3 separate regions of the Sus scrofa genome follow, and all the other regions are linked to region 2. Evidence: chromatin contacts called from public Hi-C and HiChIP or PLAC-seq data. All regions are on one chromosome and are shown on one strand. The core of a region is the stretch at or near the end of the contact, and the rest is flanking DNA. Distances in the headings are between cores, read along the strand shown. Region 1 overlaps CDH13 (cadherin 13, H-cadherin (heart)). Region 2 overlaps CDH13 (cadherin 13, H-cadherin (heart)). Region 3 overlaps CDH13 (cadherin 13, H-cadherin (heart)).

Region 1 (3,759 bases), core at 904-3,403, 170 kb after region 2:
TTTCCATAAAAAAGAAATAAAAAATCCATGTTAGAGCATAGAAGAGAGAATGACATTTGAGTTGGCTCTTGAAGGATGAGTAGCAAGTTTGCCAGGAAGCGGTGGGGAAGAAAGAAAATTTGGATTTCATTAATAGTTTATGGTATTTGGAGTTCCGGTCATGGCTCAGTGGTTAGCGAATCCGACTGGGAACCATGAGGTGGCGGGTTCGATCCCTGGCCTTGCGTATTGGGTTAAGGATCTGGCGTTGCCATGAGCTGTGGTATAGGTTGCAGACGCTGCTCAGATCCCTCACTGCTGTGGCCCTGGCGTAGGCTGGTGGCTACAGCTCCAATTCCACTCTTAGCCTGGGAACCTCCATATGCCACAGGTGCAGCCCTAGAAAAGACCAAAAACAAAAGAAAAAAAGAAAAAAAGTTTATGGTATCATTACAAGATAGTCACTGTTGGCCTTTGGGATGTGCCTAAAATGTTCAAAACAACTGGCTAAATACCCACAGAAAAGGGGGCATTTTACAAAGAAAGGCAGCTGTGGTATCCCAGATCTGGCCGAAGGCATCTTTCTGCTTCATGCAAGCAGTCTACGGCAGGTCTCTGAAGATGGCTCTCTCTCTCTCTGCCACTGCATTTGCATATTCATGCACTTGAACACAGAAAACAAGTCTGCTATTGGTGGTGTCCTAACTTTGACCAAGGAAGAAAACATGGTTAAAGGTGAAATGAGTTATGCTTTTAGAAAGCATTTGCAACGGCAGAAACTTCTCCCCTCTGAGCCCTTTCCAAGGATCAATAACACGAACTGCTGCCTTGCCAGGAGGTGCTGTCAAGGATTGTGTGGATATTCTCTCAGCAAAACCACTGGGCATGTGTGATTGTTCCTGTTTATTCACGACTAAAAAATATAAGATTGAGTTTTACGTGCGCACGCACACGAGAGAGAGAGAGAGAGAGAGAGAGAGAGAGAAAAGCATAGTCTTCACAGAAAATGGATAGGTTTCATTGTTTAGGGTGTTTTTATTACCACAAAGTCATCTCCTGATTGCTGGATGAGTAACCCCACCCCCACTACAAAAACAGTCAATTGATCTAAAGTATTCGGATAACGTATCTTATCTTGCTAAGCATGAAGGGAGCTTTCACTTAACTTTCCAGAAAAAGGAGACATTGAACCTTTGTAGCCCCCAGTCAGGAACAGTGATGCAGATTCAAGTCTCAAATGCTGGTTCCCAAGTCAACATGTTTTAGAGTTAATTAGTTTTTTGTGGGTTTTTTCTTTTTTTTTTTTTTTTGGTCTTTTTGTCTATTTTAGGGCTGCACCCGTGGCATATGGAGGTTCCCAGGCTAGGGGTTGAATTGGAGCTGCAGCCGCCAGCCTACACCACAGCCACAGCAATGCGGGATCCGAGCCACGTCTGCAACCTACACCACAGCTCACGGCAGCACCAGATCCTCAACCCACTGAGCAAGGCCAGGGATCAAACCCGAAACCTCAGGGTTCCTAGTTGGATTTGATAACCACTGCTCCACGACGGGAACTCCTAGAGTTAATCTGTGAGGAGCAATGTACCAAGGACTCATGAAGTCCTATTGCTTTCATGCTGCAAAAAGCTCCTAAACTCCCTGCCTCCCCCTGCTCCTCCTTCCTTTCTGTCCCAGAGCTGTCCCAAAGGGGCAAAGACCTTAACTCCTCAGCTGCCTCTTCCGTTTTCCCATCTCTAGCCACCTGGTGTTGGCAGGATTGCAGCCCAGAGACAGGGGCAAAGAGGGTCTATGCTTTCATGGGGGGCACTGAGCAGGCACCAGATAGCCCCGAATCGGGGGTGGAGGCACTAGCTCACGTCTCGTCTTGTTTTCTCTCTTCCCTTGTTCTTTTCTTCTTCCCTCAATACTTCTTGAGTGCCCTGGATGGACTAAGCACTTTGGAGGCCCCTGGAATACATCCCTGAACAAAAAGGGCAGAGATCTCTAGGCTTGTAGCACTGACATTCTAGCAAGAGAGACAGATGATACAAATGGTAAGAAAGTAAATTACAGAGTATATTAGAAGGTGACAAGTGCCATGGGAATAGCCAAAGTAGAACAGAATAAGGGGGCTGAAACGCTGGAGTAGTAGGAAGAGCAGCTGGCTCATGTTGAAAATGGCCTGAGAAATGTCACAGCAACAGGGTTCAGAAGAGGGCATGCTGCAGTTAGAGGGGCCAGAAGTCCATCCTAGCCCTGCCCGGTACATGCCATTTATGTGATGACTACGTCACCAGCTTCTCTCCGTTCTTTCATCTTTAAAACAGGGATAATTGTATCTGCCGTGGGGGGAGGGGAGGATTACATAAGGTGCTCTTGGGAATCTCACTGCTTTCTAACCGGGTTTCCTGCTTCTAGAACCACACTGCCATTATTCCTGGGGCCCTAGGAAGTAGAAAATAAGCCATTCATTTTTTTCAACAGGTGTTTTTTGATAATCTGCTTTGAGACAGGTCTGTGACAGGCACGGGAGATAGTAAGGGTGGACATTATATCAGGGTATCAGGGTAGCTTCCCTTTTTTTTTTTTTTTCTTCAACTTTTTAGGACCGCATCTGCAGCATATGGATGTTACCAGCCACAGCCACAGCCACAGCCATGGCAATGCGGGATCCGAGCCGTGTCTGTGACCTACACCACAGCTCATGGCAATGCCAGATCCTTAACCCACTGAGCGAGGCCAGGGATCCAACCCGCATCTTCATGAATCCTGATGGGATTCATTACCGCTGCGTCACAAGGGGAAACTCCCAGGGGTCCTTCCTAAAGGCATGTGAAGGCGTGAATGTGGTGTGAATGTGGGACTCACACTTTATCAGCCCGAGAGATTGGGGTCTGAAAAGGCATTCTTCAATAAGGATGTTATACTCATACCCCAGGTTTCCTGGGCATGGTCCTGAATATTGCACCTTTTTAATAGCCTGTGAGCACCTATCCTGGCTGCAGTCATAAGGTAGATTATCTTTATTCATTTGAAGAAGGCTGCCCCTTTTCTTGCAAAGTCTTTCCGAGTAAGTCCCTGGGACCTGCATTTACTGATGAGGGGTGAGCCTTATGACTTTTAGACCGAGATCTCCTCATTAGATAAAGTCATCAATTACTGTAGACACAATCTTTATTGGCAAGCTGGCAACTGCCTGCTGTCAGGGAGAAATGGGCTCCCATGGAAGGCTGCAAACTGATGACTATTTAATCCTTGAACTCCGACAGCAACGATATCAGTTGAAGGTCTGTAATGCATTCACCGTTCTCATCTGACATTTTCCTCACATCGTTATTTGTCTGGTTTTACTTTCAAATTCCCCATAGGATCATTGACATGAAATTCTGAGGGGAAATTTGGAACATTAATGACTGTTTAAAGCAAATGAGCAAGTGTCCTTTCCAAGAGGAAATTACCTTTATGGTGTTGGCATAAGGCTATTTTTTAAATTTACACTAATGAGGAGGCCACGAAAGGTAGATGACTGAATTTCCCAGGCTTGGAGTTGGTCCGTGAACTTGGCCTTGGGTGAGCTCTGTGTGGCCTCGCCAAGCTGGGTCTTGTGCAGGGGCCCCCTCTGCATGTCTCTGTTGAGAGCCTTGGCGAGGCAGGGCTGACACCAGGGTACAGCAGTGAGTGCAGACAGTCATGGAACTTGCTGTCTAGGAGGGAAGGAAGACCCTCCCCAAATAATACTGCTCCTAGATGTCTAAACTGAAAACATAAATAAGTGTCCTGAACGTGCAAAAACAATAT
Region 2 (3,468 bases), core at 766-3,265:
TATGTCCTGCTTTTAGGCAGATAGGAGGAGGGCAGTAAGTTTTTCTTATACCTGCTTCTTCTCAGTTGCCTTTAGCTCAAAATAATCCTTATGCCAAAACGATGTATTGTGGGGTAGAATATTCTGCTACCCTTCATTTGACTGGGCAGCCACTTCCTTTGATTTTATGTATATGTGTGTGTAATATATAGTATATGTATATAGTGTTTCTATATATAGTATGTGTATACACACATATATACACAGTACATATAGAACACATATATGTCTACATATACATACACATACACACATGCACAGCAATACTTATACTCAGAATGTATTATACCTATATAACATATACAAGGATACCCACAGTGCATACACATATACACATGTATATACACACTTGACATATATGTATATACACGTAAATACATGTATATTCAAATATGCCTTACTTATTACATTTACTAAGCAGTAGTCACTGTTGGCATCTTCTAAATTCTAAGTTCTGTCATGGCATTAAGTATTCCAAGGTGAACCAAACAGACCCAGATGTTGCAGATGCTGATGTTGAGGAGATTACAGGCCTGGGGGAAGAATAATAAAATGACAGTGACACTTCTGGGTCCATAAGAAGAGCCCAGTGCCAGCTAAATCTGCAGCCATTGTGCCCTTGTGAATTTGTGCTGATCCATCTGATATCTGCCCATGATTCTTACTTGTGAAGTTTAGTCTACACCTGTGGTTCTCAGCTGGGGACCACTGTAGCTTCCAAGAGTCACGTGGGGAGGTCTGGGACATGTTTGGTTGTTACAGATAGGGGAGGGGATGCCTCAGGCATCTAGTGGATAGAGGGCAGGGAGGTTGTTCAATATTCTACAATGCACAGAACAGCCCCCTACCCTACAGGCTTACGCTGACTCAAATGTCAGTACTATGAGGTGAGAAAACCTGGTCTAAATGCAGAGTTTCATACTCTCCCAACACACTCAGAAGTTTTTATCTCTACCCCATCTCATTATTACTGGAAGCCAGAATGCAGTCTTGGGTCTATGAAAAAATAACTGGTAGCAAGCTACCAGACATGTATAATTTTTCAAAAGGTGAAACCATGACTGTGGGTAAAATATAACCATAATTTATTAATTTTTGAGGAAACTAGTAAGATCCAGTGATGGCTTCAGAAGGTCATTAGGAAGCTAGGGTAGTTACGAGGAATTTAGCACTGAAATGTTAGGAAGAGATCGTTGAGATAAAGAACTAGTTAATGTGCAGCATGCCTAAATCTTGGGATTATCTGTTATGTTAGACAGAAATTATTTGCATGCTCCTTGGACAAAAAAATTGACAAGTGACTGGCAACTACTCTAAGTCTGGAGCTTTCAATCCAGAGAAAACAATGGGATACACTATGAAACCACTCCTAACGTCTTCCCATGGCCTTTGTCCCTGAATGATATTCACAGAATTGCCATCAGTCATTTTGGCCTAGTTTGCAAGCTTTGGATAATTTTTTCTGATGCCTAAAACACATGACATTTAATTTACTAGTGAAGAAATGGTCTGTGAAATGTGAGGCGAAGAAATGGAGGTCAGCTGGGGGCTAGAACACGGTGGGAGGAGGGGTTACAGGAGGTCAAGTTGGTCGTACGCGTAGATGTCATTCATCACCTGCTTGGAGGACGCATGCTCTGCGCCGGTTGCTTTCGTTCAACAATCTTAGGAGGTCTTACCATTGTCCCCATCTACACAGGAGGAAACTGAGTCAGAGGGAGAGTTAGGAAGGTCGGTGGTGGACATGGGCTAAGAAGAAAATAGTGCGAGATCAAGACCAAGGCGGGAGACGTAGAATTTAGCCAGCCAGGGAAGGAGAAGGGACGCGCAGTCCAGATTTGAGGTAGAAATACTCATCGCATGTTTGGGGGCCTCAAGAGGGTTGTTCTGGGTGACAGTGAATGTGAACACAGTGTGAAATTGGATCAGTGCTACAGGAATGGCAGCTATTAATAGGATCAGTGTTATTTTAACCAAAGGATCCTACTATCTATAGGGCGGTGCCTGGCAGTACACCATGTGGGTTAAGAGTTCAGGCCTTGGGGGAAGGTGGAATGACGCCACTGCAGAGCTTTGCAGCCATGGCCAAGTTGCTTAATCTCTCTGTGCCTCAGTGGCCAGGCCTCTGGAGGCAGGGCAAAGACGTCTGTCTGATACGACATGGATATGGATTCAAGACAACAAGCAAACCATGAGGTCTTGCAAAATGGAAGTTGGATCTCCGAGGAGGTGCACAGACAGGATTTAGCAGACCATGGTTGTTGCTTGTTTGTAAGTGTCACAGTCTCAGTCTGAGTTCCCTCAAAGTGGATTCTAAGCAGAGAGTTTGAGTGCAGTTCAGTTATTGGGAGGTAATCCGTGGGGAGGAGAGGGCTTACAGTCAATGTCAAAGGTCTGTCATTCAGCCCCTTGCCAGTGCAGGTGCTCAGGGACCATTGGGAGCCAGTGTGGAATACCTCAGAGTTATTCCACCTGAGGGGCATGGGAGCTTCACACTTTATGCCACAAACCTGGGTGGGCATTATTTTGGGCCTTCCCCAGGTGGCATGGGTTTTGAGAACTACTGAATTGCTGAGTGTGGACTCTGGTCCCAGAGAAAGCCCTCAGAAGGAGGTATAGATTCTTGCCGTGGAAGTTGGGTCAACCCTGTACTGAAAAGCGAGAAGGGATATAGGCCTGGGGTGGGAAGCCTTCAGCATCTGCTGTATTAGTAACAAAAGGCATAAAAACAGTAATACCCTTTGGGCCAGTCATCTACATCTGAGAAGTTAAAGAAACAGAGCTAAATACAGAAAGAGATGTACAGAAATTTTTTGAATTATACGTGATAGAACAAATTGGAAATAATAACAGTAGCCAGCATTTACTGAGTGTTTGCCATGTGCCTGGCTCTCCAAAGTGCTTGAAAAATAAGTTAAATTTCTAGTAAATGGAAACTGGTTAAGCAACTTAATGATATATTACACAGGCATGAAAAAGAGGGAGATTATGAAGAAGGTGATGACATGGTTACGTGACTCAATGGAATATTACACAGGCATGAAAGAGGGAGGCTATGAGGACAGTGATGACATGGAAAATTCATATAAGTGAAAAAATGAATTCTGAAACAGAAGGATGGCTTTGGATTAGGATTCTTACTAAACAACAAAAAAAGGTTCTGTATATGGAAAATGGGGGTGGCTTCTGAGGCTATTTTTCAAAATGTGAACTGCAATTTTGTTTGTGTTATGGGTTTCTGAGTGATTTTTTTCCCCTCTATTTTACAAATCTCCATTGATGTGTGTATATTACATTTATAATGAAAAATATAATGAATTTGAAAAAGAAGATAAAAATTGAAGAAAAAGTAGGCGATGGAGATCCTGGAGGTTTTGAAGAGGGAATAACATAATGGAAAATAACATTTCAGAGAATTTCATCTGGGGG
Region 3 (3,486 bases), core at 128-2,627, 190 kb after region 2:
TTTCTTTTCTTCTCAGTCCCAAACCCGATGCAGAGTTGCCCGATGGGGACTAGAGACTGGCTCATCTACACCTAAACGTGATGCTGTAATGATCATGAGGGAGTTTGCCACTTAGTGTGTGTAGATCTAGATATGCTTTTTTTGTTTGTTTTTGGTGAGAAGCAGGTGGGAGACGCCTCCTGCTCATTGCAGAGGTTGGAGAGGAGGTGATCATTTGACACTGCCGTGAGCCTGAGGGAGGGGAAGGCCTCAGTCTTTGGAAACCAGCAATAAGCCACTTTTATTACCCTGTAGTGTCTGTACCCTTGAACAAGAGGGCTAAGAGGAGGGCCTGGTGCTCTGAAAAAATGTGAACTTGAGTAACAGGCCAGGCTGATGCAGCTCCCTGGAACAGAGATGATAGTAAATATGGAGGCGCTTTCACGAGGAGAATATTGGAGACTTTTTTATGGTGGCTGTAGTTTCACTGCAACACAGGTGACTCCTCTGCAACCCATTCAAGGGAGACCTTTTCTCAAGGAATATTAGTGGATGAAGAATGGAAAGCTCAGGTTCTCGGGGAGCCCAGGAAAGTAACGGAAAAGAATAAATAGGCCTGGGCATATGGAAAGCGCATCTAAGACATGAATGCAAACCAAAAATCACTTTTAAATTTAATTTAGGAAAAGTAAGAGCACAACTGGGAAAACAAAAGGCAGATGAAGTTCTGCCCATCAGGAGGCTATCCTTCCCCCGCGTGGAGTGTTGTTCTGTCTGACTCCAATCCCAGGGCTGTGTCAAACCCAGGTACTTAACGAAAATCCTTGATATTTAAGTGTTAGCAATTAATCCATGAACTAAAGGCCATTAACAAATATAGTGGCCATGTGGGGCCTGCTGGCCGTCATAATCTGCACCCTCTCTGTTAGAGCTCATTTGTCCTTGAACTAAGTCTGTAGGTGATGTTTGCGTAACAAGGGAGACACTACTCTGGCCGCCATGTCTGTGCCCTGACCATGTCTGTGTCCTGACTATAGACAAACTTTCAAGGTCAAATTGATTATCCTCCAGCTTAGCCAAGCAGCAGCTCCCTAATTATGTCAGAAGACAGGATGATCTCTGATCATTTGAGCTAGGATTCTGGATAAAAGATCAAAAGCAATATTTAAATAACACATGGTCATGAATCAAGGATTCATTGTATCTTCTCTTCCTGTAAAATCAAACTGTGGTGGGCCATTTTGCTCTATTAGTTAGGGTTTTCCAGGCCATTTTAATTCATGTGTAATGTAAGCCCATCCTTGACTATAAAATGTCACCTTGGTGTCATGATGGTTCATGTTGTAAAGGCCCTGCCAAAATCCAGGCAAGTCCAGGCAAGTTCTTGGCCCCAGTGACCCATGATCCGGAACTGGCACACCCAGTGCTGGGCTGGAGCTGCTCAGCTCATAAGAGCCAACTGTGCATGTCTCTTCCCACCTCTGCGTCCAGGGACTTCATGTTGGTAGCTCCAAATAGGCCATGGTGGGAGTATTAACACCATGGAAAGTGGCAAACAGTGCACATCAAGGCCTTTCTTTCTTGGGGAGCTGGCTGTTGAGCACTTACCAGGATTCCCCTCGGTGTTCCTCATCGCTGGAAGGCCCCCCCTCTTTCTCCCTTGAAACCTGAGACCCCGTTGTCTTCCACTTAGACATTATATTACTGTATTGGTTGCCACTCTGGAAATACAGAGCAGAAAAAAGTTGCATCTTAGATTATTTTCTAGTTCCGATCTTCTCAAGAATTCTTGCCTTTTAAAAAAATAAAGTTGTTTTCAAAGATGTTAGGAATTTTTTCATCATTGGGAATTCTTTCATGTTTTCCACTTGAGACGTCTGAGTCCTAGTGAGTAGCAGCTCTGAAGAGGGAGTTCAGGGATGATGGTATTTCCAGTCCTTCCTTCTGTGCATCTTCTGTTTAAAACATAAAGATAAATAAGCAACAACCAAATTGATGTCTAGGACAGTGGTTTCCTAGTGACTTTATTCCCACCCCATACCCCAACGCTGAGTTCTGTTCTTTTTTTTTTTTTAATTTTTCTACTATGTTATACTCCATTCTTATAGTTGTGTTTTGTAAAGTATGTATCTACATATTAATCCTTCCTTTTTTTAATTTTTTTTATTTTGTCCTTTTTCCTTTTAGGGCCACACCCGCGGCATATGGAGGCTTCAATCCTTCCTATTGTACTCTGAGTTCCTAAAACAGGGGCTTTGTTTCACTCATTTTTGTCTGTCTTAGTATTGACGCATAATAAGCACTCAATAAAAGTTACTTATCAATGAATGAGTCCTTGGGAATATGGTTAACTGGCATGTAAGGAACAGTCATTGTAATTCATTCAGACTCAGGCAGGTGAGAATTTGGAGAAACTTTTCTTACTGTACCTTAATTAGTCAGTTCGATTTTAAAGAAAGATGCATATTATAGTCTATGCCAATGGAGGCTATGAGGGGTTCTGCTTAACACCCAAATTCCTTGACTGACACCAGTTTTTGCTGGGTTTATTTCTTTTCTTCTGGAACTTTTCAAAGTGAGAAACTTTAGAAGAAAAAAATAATTTAATAAGATAGACATTAAGTTCAATAGAAGAATTTTCCTGGTGTGAAAAAATAAATTACAAAAAGGACTTTGCCTCTGAAAGATAATTAATAAAAACCTTCCAGTGTGATGACACATCTGACATCTTGTCTAACGTCTGGTAGAGAAGAAAGTGTTGAGAGCTGCACGGTTAGAATAAAATGTTCCACTTCACAGCAAGGCCAGGCTGGATCTGATAATTATTTCTGAGCAAGAAAAGGTCAGAGTTAGTTGTTAAATTGACACAACAACCGGCCTAGATATGTAACTACTGACCATCAGTGGAGTCTCCGTTTTGATTTTTCTGATTTCAGGGAAATGTTGCCAGGAATGTGGGTGATTGTGGGGTGACGTTCTCTTGGAGATATAGATAGATAGATAGATAGATAGATAGATAGATAGATAGATAGATAGCTGTAGTTATTTCAGCTTTATTGAGGTGTAACTGATAAAATTCTAAGCACTTGAAAGAGTGACCTGACACACATGCACATTGGAAGGATCCCCGCCCCATCCAGTTGGTTAACACATCCATCATCTCACATACCTATCCCTTCTCTTTTTGTGCGTGAGAACATCTGAGTTCCACCCTCAGAGAGAACCGCCACCAAACGACATCTCTCTATTTTCCCCACACTCAAGCCTCCAAACAGTACTTTTCTATTCATTCTATGAGTTTGACTGTTGTTTTTTTTTTACATTCCACATATATGTGATACTATGCAGCGTTTGTCTTATTCCACTGTCTGGCTTATTCCACACAGCATAATGCCCTCTAGTTCCATCCAGATTGTGGAAAATGGCAGGTTTTCCTTCTTTGTTTCTCATGGCAGATTAATAGTCATAAATAAATATATAAATATTTATATAATTGTATTATATATA

What was found. Hi-C and Micro-C count contacts between places; a contact is called where the count stands out from the background. HiChIP or PLAC-seq counts read pairs in DNA pulled down with a chosen protein or histone mark.
Region 1: an H3K27ac HiChIP or PLAC-seq map of skeletal muscle shows a contact between it and region 2. The contact joins two enhancer-like sites. A contact is called at or near these places in 1 of 47 Hi-C or Micro-C datasets (embryonic fibroblasts) and 1 of 2 datasets of contacts at active chromatin or transcription factors (skeletal muscle).
Region 3: a Hi-C map of skeletal muscle shows a contact between it and region 2, with 2.9 times the contacts expected there. The contact joins two enhancer-like sites. A contact is called at or near these places in 1 of 47 Hi-C or Micro-C datasets (skeletal muscle) and 1 of 2 datasets of contacts at active chromatin or transcription factors (skeletal muscle).

The regions. Positions count from the first base shown.
Region 1 is chr6:5,643,550-5,647,308 of Sscrofa11.1, reverse strand. The region is part of intron 1 of CDH13 (cadherin 13, H-cadherin (heart)); the gene reads left to right. Among named protein-coding and RNA genes, the nearest start is that of CDH13, 190 kb to the left of the region's middle. Within about 2 kb of position 2,153, at least 1 of the 83 cell types and tissues checked has an H3K27ac peak or open chromatin away from gene starts, as enhancers often do. A contact at or near this core is called in skeletal muscle, where this site is marked.
Region 2 is chr6:5,811,633-5,815,100 of Sscrofa11.1, reverse strand. The region is part of intron 1 of CDH13 (cadherin 13, H-cadherin (heart)); the gene reads left to right. Among named protein-coding and RNA genes, the nearest start is that of CDH13, 19 kb to the left of the region's middle. Within about 2 kb of position 2,015, at least 3 of the 83 cell types and tissues checked have an H3K27ac peak or open chromatin away from gene starts, as enhancers often do. A contact at or near this core is called in skeletal muscle, where this site is marked.
Region 3 is chr6:5,620,237-5,623,722 of Sscrofa11.1, reverse strand. The region is part of intron 1 of CDH13 (cadherin 13, H-cadherin (heart)); the gene reads left to right. Among named protein-coding and RNA genes, the nearest start is that of CDH13, 210 kb to the left of the region's middle. Within about 2 kb of position 1,377, at least 3 of the 83 cell types and tissues checked have an H3K27ac peak or open chromatin away from gene starts, as enhancers often do. A contact at or near this core is called in skeletal muscle, where this site is marked.